2 separate regions of the Hordeum vulgare genome follow, and region 1 is linked to region 2. The links are chromatin contacts, called in public Hi-C maps. All regions are on one chromosome and are shown on one strand. Each heading gives the region's core, a stretch centred on a gene start, on an enhancer-like site or on the middle of the called end of the contact. The rest is flanking DNA. Distances are from core to core; before and after follow the strand shown.

What was found. Hi-C and Micro-C count contacts between places; a contact is called where the count stands out from the background.
Region 1: a Hi-C map of seedling shows a contact between it and region 2, with 5 times the contacts expected there. The contact joins the enhancer-like site here to the promoter of LOC123408628 in region 2. A contact is called at or near these places in 2 of 6 Hi-C or Micro-C datasets (leaf and seedling).

The regions. Positions count from the first base shown.
Region 1 is chr7H:93,461,451-93,467,624 of MorexV3_pseudomolecules_assembly, forward strand. No RefSeq gene overlaps it. Among protein-coding and RNA genes, the nearest start is that of LOC123408575, 65 kb to the right of the region's middle. Within about 2 kb of position 2,196, at least 3 of the 3 cell types and tissues checked have open chromatin away from gene starts, as enhancers often do. A contact at or near this core is called in leaf and seedling, where this site is marked.
Region 2 is chr7H:92,969,251-92,976,076 of MorexV3_pseudomolecules_assembly, forward strand. LOC123408628 (amino acid transporter AVT1I-like) reads left to right here and starts at 2,387. Exons shown (of 7, transcript XM_045101692.1): 1 at 2,387-2,488; 2 at 2,559-2,715; 3 at 2,818-3,014; 4 at 5,148-5,567; 5 at 5,674-6,826.

The DNA of each region.
Region 1 (6,174 bases), core at 946-3,445, 490 kb after region 2:
ACCTCCGCGTTCAGCACACGTACAGCTCGACGATGATCTCAGCCTTCTTGATACAGCAAGCAAGACGAAGAAGTAGATGAGTTCTCCGACAGCGTGACGGTGCTACGATGGTGGTGACGATCTACTCCTGCAGGGCTCCGCCCGAACTCTGCAGAAATCTGATCTAGAGGTAAAATTATGTGGAATAGCCTTGAGTTACACGTGACAAAGTTGTGTCTCAAAAAACCCTAAACCACCAATATATATAGGAGGAGGGGAGGGGCTAGCCTTGGGGCACAAGGGGCCCAAAGGTGCGCCGACCGCCAGGGAGGAGGAGGACTCCTCCAATTCGGTTTGGGAAGGAGGAGTCCTCCTCTTCCTTCCCACCTCCCTCTTTCCTTTTTCTTCTTCTTTTCCTTTGGTATTTCTACATGTGGCGCCATAGCCCTCTTGGGCTGAATCCACCGGCCCACTAAGGACTTGGTGCGCCACCCTAGGGCCTTGGGCTCGCTCCCGGGTGGGTGGGGCCCTCCCGGTAAACACCCAGAACCCATTCGTCACTCCCGGTACACTGCCGGAATTGTCCGAAACTTTCCGGTGACCAAATGAAACCATCCTATATATCAATTTTCGTTTCCGGACCATTCTGGAAACCCTCGTGACGTCTGTGATCTCATCCGGGACTCCGAACTACATTCGGTAACCACACATATAACTCAACTATACTAAAACATCATCGAACCTTAAGTGTGCAGAACCTGCAGGTTCTAGAACTATGTAGACATGACCCGAGACACTCCTCTATCGATATCCAATAGCGGGACCTGGATGCCCATATTGGATCCTACATATTCTCCGAAGATCTTATCGTTTGAACATCAGTGCCAAGGATTCATATAATCCCGTATATCATTTCCTTTGTCCTTCGGTATGTTACTTGCCCGAGATTTGATCGTCGGTATCCGCATACCTATTTCAATCTCATTATCGGCAAGTCTCTTTACTCGTTCCGTAATACAAGATCCCGTGACTTACACTTAGTCACATTGCTTGCAAGGCTTGTGTGTGATGTTGTATTACCAAGTGGGCCTCGAGATACCTCTCCGTCACACGGAGTGACAAATCTCAGTCTTGATCCATACTAACTCAACGGACACCTTCGAAGATACTTGTAGAGCACCTTTATAGTCACCCAGTTACGTTGCGACGTTTGATACACACAAGGTATTCCTCCAATCCCAGTGAGTTATATGATCTCATGGTCATAGGAATAAATACTTGACACGCAGAAAACAATAGCAATAAAATAACACAATTAATATGCTACGTTCATAGTTTGGGTCTAGTCCATCACATGATTCTCCTAATGATGTGATTCATTTATGAAGCGACAACACTTGCGCATAGTCAGAAAACCTAGACTATCCTTGATGAACTCGCTAGCCAACTAGAGGCTTGCTGGAGACATTGTTTTGTCTATGTATCCAGACATGTATCTATACTTTCATTCAGTACAATTATAGCATGGATAATAAACGATTATCTTGTAACAGGAAATATAATAATAACTATTTATCATTGCCTCTAGGGCATATTTCCAACAACAACGTCATCCGGTTTTTGCAACTTTCTAGATTGTTTCCTCAACCGCTTTATTTACTTTTGCCGGTTTTCCTTTTTTTTTCTTTTTTTTCGTTTATTCTTTTTATTTTTGCCATTTTGCTGTTTCTTTTTCTTCTTTCTTTTTTCCTTTTTCTGTTTTATTTTCCATTTTCAAGTTCATTTTTTCTTTCTTCAATTTTTGATTCACATTTTTGGAAAATGGTTGAAAGTTTAAAAAAAATCCAAAAATGATCAAGGTTTAAAATTTGTTTGTTGCTTCAAACTTTGCACATAAATTTTAAATAAATCTTCTGTAAATATTGGTCGTGATTTTAATAAATGTTCAAATTATTAAAAACATCGTTCGACATGTTTTGGTACATTGTTTTGTCAACTTTCCAGAAAATGTTAAGAATATCAAAAAATGTTCCTATTTTTAAAATTGTTCCTACAACACGTCCTTGTTGTCGCCCGCGATCTTTGTGGCTTAACCGGCCCGGTCGGGGACTCACCTGTACGATGAGGCGAGTCTTTGCCGCACAGAGCGGCATATAGGAGGTACCACCTTAAACGGTAGGCCTACTCAGGCCAACTTCTATTCGGCGCCCTAAGCAACTGTTGCGAGCACCCTGAGAGAAAATTGTTGCTCACACCAGTGCCGGCTGGGCCAGCCATGATCGTGTAACGTAAGGGAATTGTATTTTATAGCAAAAGAAATATGGACCCTCTGAGAAGTCGAACTGATGCCGTTTCTTCCGTGTACAAGTTGAGGTAACAAGGAACTATTTAGCGAGAGTGACAGATTCTACCGCAAAATTCTTAAGAGTATAGCCACGCTATTTATTGCACAACATATTTTGTAGATTTACTTTATCGCGTAGATTTTCCAATTATTTGAAACATTTTGAAAACACGTGTATAACATTTGAAAGTTCACCGATTTCAAATAGAGGTTCAATACTCCCTCCATAAATAAAGATAAAGAGCGTTTAGATCACTACTATAATGAACTAAACACTCTTATATTTCTTTACATAGGGAATACATGCAAAACACAAATCGCCTATTAAAAAAATTCATGAAATTCTAAAACATTCATGTATTTCAAAATTTGATGAATTCTTATTTAAAAAGTTGATGAATTATAAAAACATGAAATTGAAAATGTTAACTGATAGTTTTTAAAAGCCATGAACGTTTTTACAATACATAAAAATATTTGCAAACACCTTAAGAATTGATGAATTATTATTAGATTGACCATTTATTTATCCAAATCTGAACAAATATTTTTCAAAATAATGAACATTTTTAAAACAAAGAACTTGTTTCAAATTTATGAACTATTTTTCAAAATCGATGATCTTTTTTCAAAATTCAATAAACTTTAAAAGAACATCGATGAAGTTCATGAAATTTGAAAACTAGTTTGTGCAGGTGATAAAACATTCACAAAATTTCACGAATTTGAATAAAAATCAAAATCTAAGAAAAAATATGTATTCAAGAAAAAAGGAAATATAAACAGTAAAAAAATAAAGAAAATAAAAGAATAAGTAAATAAATGAGTGGAGATTGGCCAAACAAAAGTGCAACAACAAGGAAAGCCATAGTTCTTCTATTTAGCGTTACATTTGACAAAGAAGAAAAGGAGAAAAACAAAGTATCTAGCCACACGAGGTGAGGATTGCCGTATGGCCATCTCGGTTGGTATTCATCTGTGAGGTCCACAATTCAAAATCTCGCCTACACCTACATTTTGAATTTGAAAAGAATGAAAAAAAATGTAAATTGGCCTAGCCCAGGATGAAGGGGGTTGTGCCTGGGTTTGCCCGATAGCCTATATCGGACGCTAAAGCCAACGAATGGGAAACATCGCGACCGTTAAAGTGAAAACCGTACGGACCACATCTAGAAAGCGTTTCTCTAAAGCTACGAACCAGTCTTGGGAAGCTTCGAGAAGCTTCCCGTCGGGTATTGTTTTGGTTTTTGGTTTTCTTAGCAGGTTTTTATTTGTTATTTTTTCTGTTGCTTTTGATATTTTTTTGTGAAATTCAATATTTTAACAAATTCCTGAATATTTCTTAAAACTCAAAATTTTTTGAACATTGTTTAAATTCATAAATAGTTTTAAAGTCCTTGAACATTTTCAAAATCCATAAACATTTTCTAATTTGTGAAATTTGCAAAAATATGTTCACCATTTTTAAAATTTGCGAACTTTCCCTAGATCCGCAAAAAAATCAAATTTGTGAACATTATTCAAATCCATGTACTTTTTCTCAATTCATGAACATTTTCAAATATGTTGCATTTTTCAAACCCATGAACATTAATCAAATATGTAAATATTTTTCAAATTTGTGAACCTTTTCAAATCCAAGAACTTATTCTCAAATTGTGTCCATTGTTTAATCTGGTGAAATTTTCAATCCTGAACTTTTTTAATCGATGAACCTTTTCAATTGTGGAAAAAACGAACGCAAGATTTTTCTTTAAAAGGTAAAGGTCAACGGTCAGCGTAGACGTTCAACTAGTTGACCATGTCAACCACCTAGAGACCAGGGGCGTACACTTTTGTCGAGCGAGTTGGTCGCCCGTATAGCTTGCTACGAAATCACTAGTTAAGGGTATCTCGGCTAAAAAGATAGATAAGGGTACTCGTTTCTAGAAAAAACTAGTTAAGGATTCTTGGATTTGTGAAGGTCACTCTCGCAAACCTAGGAGTGGGGCGGTGCATGTGTACTACTTGTCATATCCTAGGAGTTTTTTTTTCTTCCCATATCCACTTTTATAGAATGTTTCATCTTTTGAATCGTGCGCCAAAATATTGAACTGTTTGATGTTAATAGATTTCGATAAATATTGTAATGAAAAACTAGAAAAAAATACCTAAAAAACAAAATGCTAAAAAATAGAGCACAGAAGCACGGTTACTATTTTTACCTTTTGACACAGAAATACAATTGTGCTTTTCATGAAAGCAAATATGTGCTTTTTGCACAAGCATAGCTGTGTTTCTCGTAGAAGTAAATCTCTGCTTCTCACAGAAACACATTTTTTTCTCCGAGAACAATGGTGTACTTCCCGTGGAATCATAATTATTTCCCGTCAAATGCTTGCGGATGCAAATATTTGCTTCTCGTGAAAGAACATTTTTTTTAAAAAAGCATTATTGTACTTTGCAAAAAAACTTAACCTAGAAAAAAAGGCAAAAACCAAAGAAAAAAAAACCTCAAAGCGAAAAAAAATAAAAAAAGGAAATTCAGAGAAAACGTCGAGCATGTGACGGCTATAAGAACCACTTCACGCGTTTTTGACCAAGAAAATAATCTTGAAGGCCTCCTCAAAGGGGTAAACACTATTTGGTGAGTCCCGCTAAGAGCTCTATGTACTCACATACCCCAAGCAGCTCAAAGCAAGTGAGTAGGGGCATGTTCGGTTGCTCGCGTCGACTTTGCCTGCATTGTATATGTTACTTAGTTGGGTTTGGTTAAAAAAAATAAGAAAAAAACAACATTTGCACCTCGTTTGGGTGTCCGCATCGTGGTTACGTGCATTAGTGGATCAATTTTGGCAATGATGTTTGGTGTTCTTCATTGGCTCGCCTCATGCAGCTACACATTGTTTGGTTGCACACAAACTATAAGGTGTGTTAACCTTGCACCCTACGTGGCAAGATTACCTGCTATGCCTTACACACGATCACACCAATCACACGAACAAAACATCATTGCAATCACGGCGAACTCGAGGATGATGATGAATTTTTCAGCCCAAACTGACGATCCACCTTGCCAACTTCAACGTGGTCGCATGCCTGCTTGAGCACGGCCTTGGAGTAAGCATCGTCTATCACTTGCCTAGTCTTAAACCCTCAGTGGTAGATGTTTTTGAAACCTGACACTTGTTCATTGCATGCTTCCCATGAAGTGTAGACCCCTGGAACCCTCTAGTGGAACACCACATACCACTTGTCCTGGCATTGTAGAAGAGCAACAATTTAAGTAGCAAGCAATGGAGCGTAATAGTAGACATGAAACATAAGTAAGCATGCATGATCATACAACATAGCAAGTTCAACCTATCACTACTATGGTGTCATCCTATCACCATATCCAAAAGAGGGTGTAATCCTACCAACGCAAGTTTGCTATCAGAGTGAGGGGTTAGTATATACCACCTTACCAAAATATACAAACCATCAGTAGTTTTCAAGCCCTAGCTACACAAAATATACGTCATCGTCGTCCCCATCACCATCGCCATCACCGTCAGGGATCATTCCCTCGGTCACCACCGGCACATACATCATTAGTAGTAGTGCTTGCCCAACCAGCTCTTGAGCTAGAGCACCATGTGAGTGTCTACCATGGCAACAAACCCAAGACTATGGGCCTTGTTGTCCATCAGGTGGATCAGTGTAGCCACGAGAGCCTCTTGGTTGAAGCCACTTGATCCATGACGGCGGTGTACATGTCAGGGTAGACATCGATCGAATTTTTGTGCTTTATGGTGGTTTCCACCTCCTTGATAGCCTCGGTCATGCTGGTGAAGACACCGATCTCCTCCTTCATCAAGTTGTCTCTCTTT
Region 2 (6,826 bases), core at 1,137-3,636:
TAGGAGCATTCATGTTTAACTACATACATTAGATCTTTCGTAAATAATTTTAAAAATATGGGAATAATTTTAAAATTGAGAACGTTTTTTACAATTCACAAACATTTACTAAAAATCGTGAATATTTTTTATATTTCAAACGGGTTTACATATTTTCTTTTGAATTGGCGACCAATTCAAGAAAAGACGAACATAATTTTTTATGTCGGAGGATTTTATTTTAAATTCAAAAACATTTTTTGAAACGCATGAAGTTTTTCTGAATAAACAAACATTTTTATAAATCAGTCATATATTTACTAAATTCATGGACATTTTTTTGGAATTTGCAAAAAAAAAACGGCGCTTTTTTTGAATCCTATTTCTATTTCAAAATAAAAATTCGTCACCATTTTAAATAAAAATTCCTATTTTTTAATATGTAAAAGTTTTTGTAATTCTAAATTATTTAAATTATAAATAAGAAAAAATGGAACGGAAATTTTTAAATAAAAAAAGAAACTATCAAAACTGGCATTAGCTATTTTTAAAATGTTAGGACATTTTCTAAATGCATTAAGATATTTTAAATTAGAAATCATTTTGTTAAATGCCTTTAATAATTTTTAATACATGTAATTGTATTTGAGATCATGGGCTTTTCTTATTGTACAAACATTTTTTCTAAAATTGCAAACATTTTATTGTACTAGTATAAATGCCCGTGCGTTGCACCGGACAACAAAAAAGTACCCAACCTTCTTGTAGTGCCATTATGCAGCATTAATTGTAATAAATGTGTATAATAATGTAAATGTTTTCTTTTAAAATATTATGTACTGCTTACATAAAAATTGTATGATATTGTCAATAATATATATATATATATATATATATATATATATATTATTAAATTTTAAAATTTCTTGTAAAAGATAAAATTTTAAACATCATGTTGAAAATGATCTTTTTATTTTGTGGTAATAAAGTTTTGTTTTTGTTGGGAAATGGCATTTGTGTGTGGTACATATTTTCCAGAAATATTTTTTGACAATTTGTTTTTTTGTTTTTTGCACAACTTGCTTCATGTGTCATTGTGCATCATTTTTTATATGGATTTTAATAATTTTCGACGATAAGGTTAAATGTTAAATTGTTTTACAAAATTTATGTATGCATAATATTTTTAATACTTTTAAAAAGTATTGTTTTTATGAATTTTCTGCTTTTGTTTGACAAGGAACCTTTTTATAATAATTTTATTTATTTAACATTTTATGAATTTTGGGCTTGGCCCGGGATTAGCCTTGAAGATACCCTAAAGCTGGTGATGTACAGATGTAGGACCAGATGGCTTTACCCACTTTAATATTAGGAGTCCATTTAGTAAAATATGAGGATTTTGTTGTAAAAAAAACTATAATGCAACTTGCGGGCCATTTCCATGTATGGGATCGATAGAAAGAGAAGGGGATCCCAAAGAGAAAACTGGACCAGAAAAATTGATGTGGTAGCGGTGCGTTGGCGTTGGACCCAGGTAGTGGACGTGTGTGCTCACCTCTCTTCCTAGATCAGGTAGATATTCCCCATCTCAGCCATGGCCTTGCCTGCAGGAGCTCCGGCCGCTGCTGGCGACCCCTCCGCCTCGAGGAGCTCTGGCCGGTGCTGGCGACCTCCAGCAGGCGGGTGCCCCGCTGGCCTCTCCCTCTCCTTCCGTTTCTCTCTCTCCCTCTCCTCCTCCTCACCACCCCATCTCTCTTTCTCTTTTCCTCAGGATTTGTCCCATGGAGCCATGGCCGTGCCCCATGAGCTCCAGCTCGACGGACCTCAAGTTGCCGCCGGATTCGGCCATGAAACGGAGGGGTGTCGTTCTCATCCCGACCTAGTTGCGATTTGAAATGAATCCGATCTAATTCATTCCGTGCTTGTCCGCATTAGGTCATCTGATTTCTTCACCGAAAGTCATATGCAACATATGACAAGGTGGCGACCAGGGCTCCAGTCGACGGCCGTACCCTGCAGTGCTGCCTTCTGTTCAAATGACCTGCGCTATCCCCAGAGGGAATCGAACCTGGGTTTTCAGCTAAGAAGAGCAAGGCTCTCTCCATCCTGCTAGTCCTTTACTATGGACATAATATGGCGGCATAGGTTCAGATAATACGTGCGGGCCGGTGAAAGAAAAAACTGAATCGTTTTTTGACTTACGGGTGGCATTGGTGGATGATTTTGACCAACTTCAGGGGCAATTTCGATGACGTACGGACATAAGTTATCCGTGCTTTATTAGTAGGTAAAGATAAAGGTTAGGGAGAGAAATAAAACAATTAAATGATTTTTTTTTTTTTGAGAAATTGTTGACCAGGTTCACGGGGAGCCATAGAAACGACCGGCCGCCATTGCCGCCCGCGACTGCGGCTGTGCGGCCACCACATCGCCCCTCGCCCCTCGCCCCCTCGCCCTCTCCCAGCACCAGGATGCCACGGAGCGCCTGCCCCTCGCATTGCCTCCGGTGAGTTCATGTGTGACCAACGCTTGGTTTTCTCCTCTGCTCTCTGACTCCTTTCACCCGTGCGTTTCAGGTTTCGAGTCGGGCGTGCGCCGCTGGTGGCTGATGCCGCCGCCGCTGCTGGTCGACGGGCGCCGTGCTGCCATCGTCCCGCCGTGGGTATTTCACGCGGGGGCGCATCGGAATCTGAATCGATGCCGGAGCCGGAGCTGCTGGGCGCCAACCGAACTGTAAGTGGCTGCCGCTGCCTAACTGGTACGAATTCAGTTCGTTGGCTGGACGGGCAATCCGAGTGCTCCCCCTTACCAGCGCAATTCCTCACTTGATTTCAGTGGTGACGCACAATGTGTGGATGGGCGTGGCGGCATGTCAGAGGGGCTGGGATTTCTGACGGATTAGAAATCTGAGAGGGCCTGGCAAGAATTCGGATGAGAGTGAAGTGCCGGCGACAGTGGGAGGCACAGGGTGAAAGATTTCACTTGCAGTTGGGTTGGACTGGGCAGCACGCTATTATGTGCTTGCTGAGTAGGTGCGCATTCATGATTCTCTTCCCCTTGACTTTCACCTTTAAGTTCTCCTCTGAAATATGTCGGGACTTTCGTGGTCTGCCATGACCAGGATAAATCCGAAAACTTCTCCATCAAAGCTATATTGCATAATGTTGCTCGAAGTCGGCCAACAGAATCGTGATTTGCTTCTATTATCTGAGACTCCACCCCTCCCACCACAAAAAGGAAAAGAGAAAGATTGTCTTCCAAGGGGAGTTTATTCAACTCTCGAAGAACATATTGTATTTCACATCACCACGTTCTCCCAAGAAAGCACCACACCTAACTGCACAAACATAGTATTCTGCAATCTGGAGCATGAGCTTTTCTTTTAAGAATTTGTGGGGGAGGCATATTATTCTCTGCAAAACTCATGTGAAGTCTGTGCACTCTATATAGGCCCTAAATGAAGTTTGTTCAAATTCGGCTAAAATAATCGTGATTTTTGCATCAATTATTATAGACTCCACCTGTCCACCAGAAAAGCAAAGGGTTAGTCTTCGGAGTGGACCTTATCCTACTGAAAGGACCACACCTACCTAATTATTCGAATCAGTTCAGAAGTTCTTGAAATCATTGGTTTTGATGCACTTTCCTGTTTCCGCCCAAACATAATATTCTGGAATATGGAACATGAGGTTTTGTTGTGGAATTTCTGCGGGCGTCATATTATTCTACGCAAAGTTGATGTGAAGTTTCGGCACTCTATTTAGGCCCTAAATGTTGGAAATGTAGGCCGAAAACACACGCAAAGCTACTTACCTTTGAGAAGAAAAAAAGCTAATATTCTACTGCTTTTCACCTAGCATCTTCTGCTAACTTTACCATTAATAAAGAATATCTAATCATGATCACCCCATTGCTGCTACAGCCTCCATCAACTTTGGCTAGCTTTCATTGCTTTATTTTTATTATCTTGTTAGCACATTCATTTTAAGAAATTGAGCACAATTTTCATGTCTTGTGCTATTTCCTTTGAGGAACACACTTCATTTACCCTCTCTTTGATATGCCTCTAGCTTTCACAAAGAGCTGATTTATATTTGATGACAACTCTGGTGTCCGGCTATCTCTGGGAGTGGCAACTTTTTTGCTATCTGCAGGTCTGCATCCTTCCTTTATAAAGGGGACTATCCTGTAATAATAGTAAATGTAACCAAGTTCCACTTCCATTGCCAGACAGAAATGATATGCTATGCAATGCGAATGCTGAATTAAATTGCTCGCAACTGTTTTTTTAACATAATTTATATGTTTTCTTTAATGCAACACAAATGCATGATGTAGCTTCTAGCTACGACCAAAGCGATATTGAGCTGATACGTGCGGAAGTACGCAATTGACACTTGTGGTGATGGAGATTTACTTTTAGAATCTTGAGGAGGATACATAGTGGACCACCCGAAGCAACTTTAACAGGTTGAGAAGACTCAAGAGGATACCATGAGGGAGACCACTGTGTCATCTCTTGTGTTACCTCATCGGAGTGCTTTAGAACCGATCAATTTCAGACCTAAGTATTGGAAAACTTAAACTATGCTATGTGCTTGCTGATGCTCTGCTCTTCATTTCTAAGAACAGATAACTCTGTGTATGTTAATTTGATACATCCTTTGCATGAGCGGTACTTGGAAAACTGACTTGTGCCCTAGTCCACTTTCCAATGGCGAAAAGTGATGATACGATGTTCCAAGAATACTAACAAAATTCATGAATGTAAATGTAATACATAAAAATGCTAAAGTTTGATGTCAAATTCATTCTTATATCAAGGACCAGAAAAGACAAACAGTCATTCTTACACTCTTCATTTATGCTAAGACTGTCATTTTGTCTTTCTTGTATCTTGAAATCTTGATGGTCAGGAACGAATATGACACTGATTGCAGGTCAAAAAAAATGATACTGATCCTCTGGAATTTTGAAACATTGTATCGTGATACTTTATGGAACTTTCAAAACAACAACGTGGTTTCCCCTGGACACAAAATGCTTACTCCTTACATTTTCGTGGGACTGGTAGTGTTTTACTTTTGGCACAGAACTTGTATTTGTTATTGGCAAACAATTAAAATAGAATGATTTTTCAAGTGCTTACGTTTGGAATCTTTCAGGCAATGTGCTTTATATACTTGGCCTGGCACCTTTCAAGAGCACACCCCTGTGGCTTAAATACTAAGCGGTTCCTTTTCAGCTGCTTTGGTTTAAATAATGCAGTTGAACCACAAATAGTGAAATTCTTCTGATTGCAGAAACATATGGTATATTATTTTGGCACTTATTATTTGATATGATCCCACCAGATGTAGAATAGGCAAATTCATTGGAACTGTGATGTTTTATGTATTAGCTAGGGCCTAGGGCTAGCTGCAACAAGGTAGCAGAAAGCTTTATGGTTGGCACATTTGTTGGGTGCAACAAACTTTTGTTATCATCAGACTGGAGACATCACCTAGTGGGAAGTGTCATTATTTTTTAAAAGATGAGGTTCTGGCCACATATACAGTCTTCTGCCATCATTCTGCTTAGTGCAGGTACGTAATGATTTGAATGAAGCACAAGGTGCTTCATAATTTTGCTTCTTATTATTCAAACTTCTACAATTTACTCATGTTAGAACATTTTTTATTTATTCTACAGGGTTTGTATATGTGCTCTAACAGAGTGGGAAGTGTAAGGTTTTTATTCTATCTGCATAGGAAGGTCATTTTGGAATATATATTCTCTAACAGTAATCAGGTATATTTTTCCTCTTTAAATATTACGTTTAGACAATAATTATTTTCTCACTTATGTTGATGTTGGATGCTGCGATTGTGGGCGTTTTTCTCTTTTACTCTCTACATCATGTAATGACATCTAATCAACATAAAATTGTGCGCGTGAGATATGTTTTGTCACATCTTAGAATGTTTCTGTAAAACGTAATGTATTCAGATACGTTGAAAAGGCAAGCTGGTCGGGGTTAAGGTTAACTTTATGTATCTTGAATACTCATCTGGAGTCTTGGTTAGTGATTGCTTCAATCATGTGTGTTAATTATTTTCAGTAATCTATTTGACATGATGCTATTAAGGAGCACCCATGCCATGGCTGGGGACTGAACCCAGGTCTCCCAGCTGCACACACCATGTTCACACCACACCGACCGATGAGGGTACCATACTGGCAGTAACTAATATATGTTGACTAAATATTTGTTGTTTTCAGAAATTTAGTCATCATATAAGTCCGACTTATAATTTACTATACTGGTTAATTCACATTATTGCTTAGGTTATAGTGTCCTGTCGAGTATCTATACATTTTCGCACTCTGTGATGTATAACTATATATAGTTTCTAGCTAACTGGGTTTTCTACCTCTGTTATCTTCGATTTCATGGATATACACTACCACATGGTGATAAGAACTGAATATTTTCTTGCATCATGATATCACACACATTGTGCGCGTGCAATCAAGAAAGAAGAAAGTACTAGCCTTCCTTTAAACATATTTGAATTGTATAATCCATGGAAAAGAGCAAACAGACCGCACAGAAACATGTGTTCAGAAGTCTTGGTCCTATAAATATCCTAGTTATTAACATGTGTTCAGAAGATGGAGCAACTTCACTTGTTCCCTGCTTTTTTGCATGGCTGCTGCATGCATTTTTGATGGGCGTCTTTCCTTCCTTAATCTCTGGGGCATGCATCCTTAGATCCTCAGACTCTTGTACATATCTGTTATTGAGAAATCGAACATACATTGTACACATCCGCTTCGCCGCCCTTGCAACTCCAGTCAGTGC